Regions from separate parts of the Pan troglodytes genome. Here region 2 is linked to region 1. Evidence: chromatin contacts called from public HiChIP or PLAC-seq data. All regions are on one chromosome and are shown on one strand. Each heading gives the region's core, a stretch centred on a gene start, on an enhancer-like site or on the middle of the called end of the contact. The rest is flanking DNA. Distances are from core to core; before and after follow the strand shown.

Region 1 (3,395 bases), core at 272-2,771:
GTGGATCATGAGGTCAAGAGTTCGAGACCAGCCTGGCCACCATGGTGAAACCCCATCTGTACTAAAAATACAAAAATTAGCCAAGCGCGGTGGCGGGCGCCTGTGATCCCAGCTACTCAGGAGGCTGAGGCAGAATTGCTTGAACCCGGGAGGTGGAGGTTGCAGTGAGCAGAGATCGCACCACTGCACTGTAGCTTGGGCGACAGAGAAAGACTCCGTCTCAAAAAAAAAAAAAAAAAAGAAAGGAAAAAAAAGCCGGGGCTCTGGGGTCAGCTGTCTGGGTTCGAATCCCTCAATTTATAGGCCGTGAGAACTTGGGCACGTGACTTAACCTTTGAGCCTCAGTTTCCTCCACGACAAAATGTGGAAATGAGACCTACAACGAATTATGTCTGTACATAGCTTATTGGGGGGTCTGCTAAGGGTGGAGCTCAATAAATATTCGCTATGGTTGTTGGGAGGGGCTCCCCATAATGAGTGACGGCTCAACAAAGGTGCGATTGGTCCCAGTCCCACCCAAGCCTCCTAAATCGATCCAGGAGGTCCACTCACCTCCCCACGAGCCTCCTCTGTCCCCCCGCGCCGAAAGCCCAGTTCTCTCAAAACTTGGGGGCCCAAGTCACAAACTTTTCTCTTCCTATGGATATAGCAGGAGGCAAGCTGGAGACTGGACCCTCAGCGATCTGGCTTCCTCTGCCGGGACAGAAAGCAACTTGATACTCGACCGCTACCCCCACCCCAGAGCTCCCCCACTGCGCGTGCGCACCCCCGCCCCCCAAAAGTGAGGAAGGGCCCGGGCAGTAAGTGCTGCCTCTGGCCCTTTAAGACTTAGGGGAGGGCGTGGGTTCCGCTGGGGCCCTGGGAGGGCAGTTGCGCCTGCGCCTTCTTTTCCCCTCCTCACCGACTCGGAGGGAATGGGCGGGGCCTAAAGGGCTCTGAGAATTTCACTACGCCTGCGCCCGCTCACCTTTACCCTGCCCACAGATTTTTCCAGAGGGAGCCAATTGGCTCCGGCTTCGGGTAAGATGGGCGGGGCTATCTCAAGAAGAAGAAGTAGGGGAAGTACGCGGGGCGTCTGGAACTTAAAGGGGCAGCGTACCTTGGCCGTCCCGTTCCACAACAAGGTCCCTTCTGCGGTCTCAAAGGCTTATAAGCAAGGGCGGGGGCAGAGGGCTAAAGAAGGGAGTTTATGCGGCCCGAGTGGGTAATGCGTGGAGGACTCCCCCAACTCGTCTCTCAAGGAAAAGGGGGTTCAGAAAGGGAGAGAGTTCTTCCCCCTCTCCTGCCTGGGTGTCGCTCCACCAGCCTCCGGGCCGTCGCGCCCCCTCCTCACTGCGCCACCCCCGGGTGTGCCTCCTTCCCTCCGTCTCACACAGCCCCTTTCTTGTCCGCAAAGACTGAGGAGCGGGGAGGGCGGGCCCTCTGACACCGGAACTGGAGCCGTGCGGCGTCCGGTTTCAGCAGGGAAGGCTTAGGCGGGCGTCCCAGCCTCCGGGCTTCCGGTGCCGTTTCCCGGTTCGCTGGGCCGCGGTCGCTATGGAGGAGCCGGAGATGCAGCTCAAGGGGAAGAAAGGTGGTGCGGGCCTGCGGGCGGGACAGAAGGGGCCGGGAACTTGTGGAGGGGCGGCCTGACAAAGGCCGGGCGCGGAGGGACCGTGCGAGGAGCAGTGATTGAACTGCCGTCCAACCCCAGCTCTGCCGCTGACTAGTTTTGAATCCTGTAGAAAGGCTCCGTGTCTGCTTTAATTACCGGTCCCCCCAGGATTGTTTCAAGAATTCAGTAGCTGAGGCTGGGAGTGGTGGCTTTGTAATCCCAGCACTTTGGGAGGCCTAGGCGGGAGGATCGCTTGAGCCCGAGACCAGCCTAGGTGACATAGTGAGCTCTCGTCTCTAAAAAAATACAAAAATTAGCCGGGCGTGGTGGCGCACGCCTGTGGTCCCAGCTACTTGGGCGGCTGAGGTGGGAGGATTGCTTGAGCCCGGGAGGTCAAGGCTGCACTGCAGTGGGCTACGATCGTGCCACTGCACCCCAGCCTGGGTGACAAGTGAGACCCTGTCTTAAAAAAAAAAAAACTCAACAACCTGATATTTGTAATGCATTGGAAGAATCCCCGGGGCGTAGTAATCGCTGTGCGTCTTGTTTCCTTTTTTTTTTTTTTTGAGACAAGGTATCACTCTGTCGCCCAGGCTGGGGTGCAGTGGCGCGATTATGGCTCACTGTAGCCTCGATCTCTCTGGCTCGGGCGATCCTCTTGCCTCAGCTTCTCCAGTAGCTGGGACTACAAGTGCACACCACCACATCAGGCTAATTCTTTAATTTTTTTTTTTTTGACGGAGTCTCGCTCTGTCACCCAGGCTGGAGTGCCGTGGGGGGATCTCAGCTCACTGCAACCTCAGCCCCCTGAGTAGCTAGGATTACAGGCACACACCCCCATGCCCAGCTAATTTTTTTGTATTTTTAGTAGAGACGGGGTTTCACCTTGTTGCTCAGGCTGATCTCGAACTCCTGACCTCGAGTGATCCACCCACCTTGGCCTCCCAAAGTGCTGGGATTACAGGTGTGAACCACTGCACCCAGCTAATCCCCTATACTTTAAATCACCCTAGATTACTCACATCTAGAATACATAATACAGGCCTACACATCACTTCATTCACATGGATTCAAAGAAGTGCTTCGTGTAGGGCAGATTGAAGTTTTGCTTTTTGAAACTTTGTGGAATTTTTTTTTTCCTATTTTCCATCCATGGTTGGTTGAATCCACAGATTCGGGAACCATGGATAACGGAGGGCATGAGTATGAGGCATGAGCCACCGTGCCTTGTCTGTTATGCTCACTTTCTTCTTCTTTTTTTTTATTTGAGACGGAGTTTTGCTCTTGTTGCCAAGGCTGGAGTGCAATGGCGTGATCATGGCTCACAGCAACCTCCGCCTCCCGGGTTCAAGTGTTTCTCCTGCCTCAGCCTCCCGAATAGCTGGGATTACAGGCATGCACCACCATGCCTGGCTAATTTTGTATTTTCAGTAGAAACGGGGTTTCTCCATGTTGGTCAGGCTGGTGTCGAACTCCCAACCTCAGGTGATCCTCCCGCTTCGGCCTCCCAAAGTTCTGGAATTACAGGCGTGGGCCACCGCCCCTGGCCGTTATGCTCACATTCAAAGCGAGGAGGCCTATCTGGTAAGAGGTCACACAGTTTGGAGGTGGCAGGCTGGGCTCTGCCACCCAAGGCACAGTGGTGAGATGGAGAGACTTGTGTTAGTCTCCTTTGACTCCCAGACACGCCTGGGTTCTCTCTCCTGAGCAGTCACCCTGGTGATGGCATTGGATTCATCTCTGTAGCAAACTTTGAGGCGGGTGCTGTTATTCTTTTTTTGTGGATGAGGAAGCTGAGGCT
Region 2 (3,476 bases), core at 401-2,900, 130 kb before region 1:
GTAGAGACGGGATCTCACTGTGTTGCCCAGGCTGGTCTCAAACTCCTGGGGTCTAGTAATCTGTCTGCCTCCGCCTCCCAAAATACTGGGATTACAGGCATAAGCCACTGAGCCTGGCCCTAGAAAGTTTATTAAAGGGGCCGGGCGCGGTGGCTCAAGCCTGTAATCCCAGCACTGTGGGAGGCCGAGGTGGGCAGATCATGACGTCAGGAGATGGAGACCACCCTGGCTAACACGGTGAAACCCCATCTCTACTAAAAAATACAAAAAATTAGGCAGGCGTGGTGGCGGGCGCCTGTAGTCTCAGCTACTCAGGAGGCTGAGGCAGGAGAATGGCCTGAACCCGGGAGGCGGAACTTGCAGTGAGCCAAGATGGCACCACTGCACTCCAGCCTGGGTGACAGAGCAAGACTCCGTCTCAAAAAAAAAAAAAAAAAAAAAAAAATTAAGTTTACTAAAGGGCAGAATGACAGCCACTCTCCCGCATTCTTTGAGGCACCAAGATGACACAAATCAAGTTGGGTCAGGGGAGGGACTCACTCGGACGGAAGAGGATGGACTGATGGATGGTAGAAGTCACCAGTGGATGGAGAAAAAGCAGGAGCTGCTTTTAGTTCCCCTAATACTGAAACTGAACAGCGGGGCCTGGAATCCAGAACCCCTGTTTCTCCTCCTCATAGGCCTCAAATGACCAACTCCAGACTCTGGGTCTCAGCTTCCCTCGTACGACACCAGGCATTATTGATGGGGGCACAAGACCCTCCAAAAACCACGATTACCAAACTTCCGTGTCCAAGGAGAAGCATGCCCTTCCAGGTTCCTGAGACCAGACTTCAGATTCCCGGGAGAATGCCAGGGGTCTCGCCTCCGCCAACCCCTACCCCAAGTCACTTTAGGTGGAAGCGTTTGGGGCTGATGCTCCGGAAGCTGAAACAGGAGGAGCTAGTAGCTTCAGGACCCTGTGATGTCCCCATCGCCACCAACAGGTGGGATCCTCCTGAAAACCAGACGATTTGCGGATCCTGTTGCTCCCAATAACAGGCAACTTTCAGAGCACGGTGACGAGGCTCCTGGAGCCCTGTCACCAGAAACGGGAAATAAGGCGTGGGGGGCGAGGCTTTCGTGTCCCCTGAGAGGCTGGTGGCTTTGGGGTCCGGCAGAGGCGGGTGGGGGTCCTGCGGCTTTGACGGAGGTCGCGCCCCCAGGTCGCCGAGGAGCGGCCCCCACCCGCCGCGGTCGCGACCCGTCAGCCCAGATCTTGCAAGGAGCCCGCGACTCCTCCCTCGCGGCCCGGCCCGCGCTCACCGCCTTCTCCAGGTGGCTGCGCGCCTGCTCGCTGTTCTTGGTGTGGTGATAGAGAACGGAGCCCAGCTGCAGGTGTGTACGGGCCTCGATGCGCTGCGGCGGCTTGAAGGGGAACACGGCCTGCAGGCAGTGCACGCACAGGCGGATTTTGGGCGGGCTGGAAGTGCGGAAGTGCTCAGCGAAGCCCAGAAGCGCCAGGTACCACGAGTCGGCCGCCTCGGCCTGCGCAGCCTGAGCCGCCGCCGCCTGGGCCGCTGCCGCCGCCTGAGCCGCCATTTTGGCCTCCACAACAACAAGCCGCCGCCACAGGGAGGCGGAAGCAGGCGCGCGAGACGGGGCCGGGCTCTCCTCGCGGCTTCCGCGAGATCTGCCGCCCAAAGCATCCTGGAACATGTAGTTTGTATTTGAGATGACCGCCGCTCCGGGAAGGTGTAAAAGGGCGACGCCGTTTGGTTATCGTGACTGGGACTTAGGCATCGCCGATAGGCTGAGGCTTCCGTTTCTGGAGGTGAAAAAAAAAAACCCAGTCGTTCACGCAGTAGTAGGGCGAGTCTGACCGAGGCGGACTACATCTCCCATCAGGCGATGCACACTATAACAGGGCCCCTTAAGTGGCGCCGGAGCATTGTGGGATTGGATGAGTCTCAAGATGGACAACCGGGATGTTGCAGGTAACAGCCCCCGCCTCCTCTCAGGCGGCCGCCTGGGTCCCTGGGGCTAGGTGTCTCCCCTTACTCCTCGGGTCCGTCCTGCTGCGACCCGTGGATCCCTCGCTTCAGCCCGGGGCAGCCCACAGCGTCGGCTTCTGCACCTCTTGGTTTCTCGAGACCCCAGACCCAGGTTGCTGGCCGCCCCCGCTTGGTTTGTTGAGGACGCACGGATCTCCGTAGAGGCCGCCACCCGGCTCGGCCCTGCGTCCCGTTTCCGAAACAACCGCCTTCAGGGCTTCTCCAACCTCCGTTCCCCAATACGGCGACAACCTTGGGCTGTCCCTGCACCCCTCTTTTCGTAGCAGCTGGCCTCTGGCCTGCGTCCCGCTTTCTGGAAAAGCTGCTTTTCCGAAGTGCTTTGAGGCTCCCTTGACACACTTTCCCGCGTCTTTTGACCCTCACTTTGCTGCAAGCCTTGGCCTTTCTACTTCCCCAGTATAGAATGCATTTACCCATCAGCAAATACTTAGGGCGTGCTCACTGTGTGCCAAGCAGTGTGCTGGGCGCTACGCATGCAGCGGTGACCGAAACAGGGCCCTGCCTTCCTGGAGGTTGCTTTCTACTGGGGTGTCAGTGCATTAATGAGAAAATATTTACAAAAACTTACGTATGATGTGAGGTTACGTATGATATGATCAGAGTGGAGGCTTCTGATATTGGGTAGTCAGGAAAGACCTTTTATTTCTTTTCTTTTTTTTTTGAGACAGGGTCTCACTTTGTCGCCCAGGCTGTAGTGCAGTGGCTCACTGTGGCTCCCTGGGTTCAGGTGATCCTCCCACCTCAGCCTCCCTAGTAGCTGAGACCACAGATGCGCGCCACCACACAGCGAATTTGTGTATTTTTTGTGTTGCCACGTTTCCCATGCAGGTCTGGAATTCCTAGGCTCAAGCGATCCTCCCATCTCAGCCTCTTAAAGTGCTGGGGTTACGTAAAGGTGTGAGCCACCACACCTGGCCCAGGGAAAGGCCTTTTCAAGCAGAAGACATTTGAGTTAAGACAATGAATGCCAGCTATGGGAATCCCTGGAGGGTGGAGCCTTCCACACAGAGGGGGGCCAGTAAATGCAGAGGCCCTGGTAGGATGGGCTTGTCCTTTTGAAGAATGTCAAGGATGAAGCAGAAGGGAGGGGAACCATCTGGCGGGGCCTTGAAAATGGCCTTTTAGAATTCTTTTTTTCTTTTTGTTGAAGCGGAGTTTCGCTCTGTCACCCAGGCTGGAGTGCAGTGGCACGATGTCGGCTCACTGCAACCTCTACCTCCCGGGTTCAAGCCATTCTTCTGCCTCAGCCTCCTGAGTAGCTGGGATTACAGGCGCCGGCCACCGCACCTGGCCAGTGTTTTTTTGTATTTTTAGTAGAGACGGGGTTTCACCATGTTGGCCAGGCTGGTCTCGAACTCCTGACCTCAAGTGATCTTCCTGCTTCAGCCTCCCAGGTGCTGGGATTACAGGTGTGAGTCACCA

The links. HiChIP or PLAC-seq counts read pairs in DNA pulled down with a chosen protein or histone mark.
Region 2: a contact with region 1 is called in an H3K4me3 HiChIP or PLAC-seq map of stem cell-derived excitatory neurons, with 3 times the contacts expected there. The contact joins the promoter of MAU2 here to the promoter of BORCS8 in region 1. A contact is called at or near these places in 1 of 7 Hi-C or Micro-C datasets (stem cell-derived neural progenitor cells) and 1 of 1 datasets of contacts at active chromatin or transcription factors (stem cell-derived excitatory neurons).

Annotation. Positions count from the first base shown.
Region 1 is chr20:21,845,082-21,848,476 of NHGRI_mPanTro3-v2.0_pri, reverse strand. BORCS8 (BLOC-1 related complex subunit 8) reads left to right here and starts at 1,521. Exons shown (of 5, transcript NM_001197183.1): 1 at 1,521-1,573. The coding sequence starts at 1,537. It overlaps RFXANK (regulatory factor X associated ankyrin containing protein), which reads right to left and starts at 1,225. Exons shown (of 9, transcript XM_009435077.5): 1 at 1,100-1,225; 2 at 553-693.
Region 2 is chr20:21,974,497-21,977,972 of NHGRI_mPanTro3-v2.0_pri, reverse strand. MAU2 (MAU2 sister chromatid cohesion factor) reads right to left here and starts at 1,650. Exons shown (of 19, transcript XM_512526.9): 1 at 1,306-1,650. The coding sequence starts at 1,581. It overlaps SUGP1 (SURP and G-patch domain containing 1), which reads left to right and starts at 1,930. Exons shown (of 14, transcript NM_001246595.1): 1 at 1,930-1,976. The coding sequence starts at 1,943.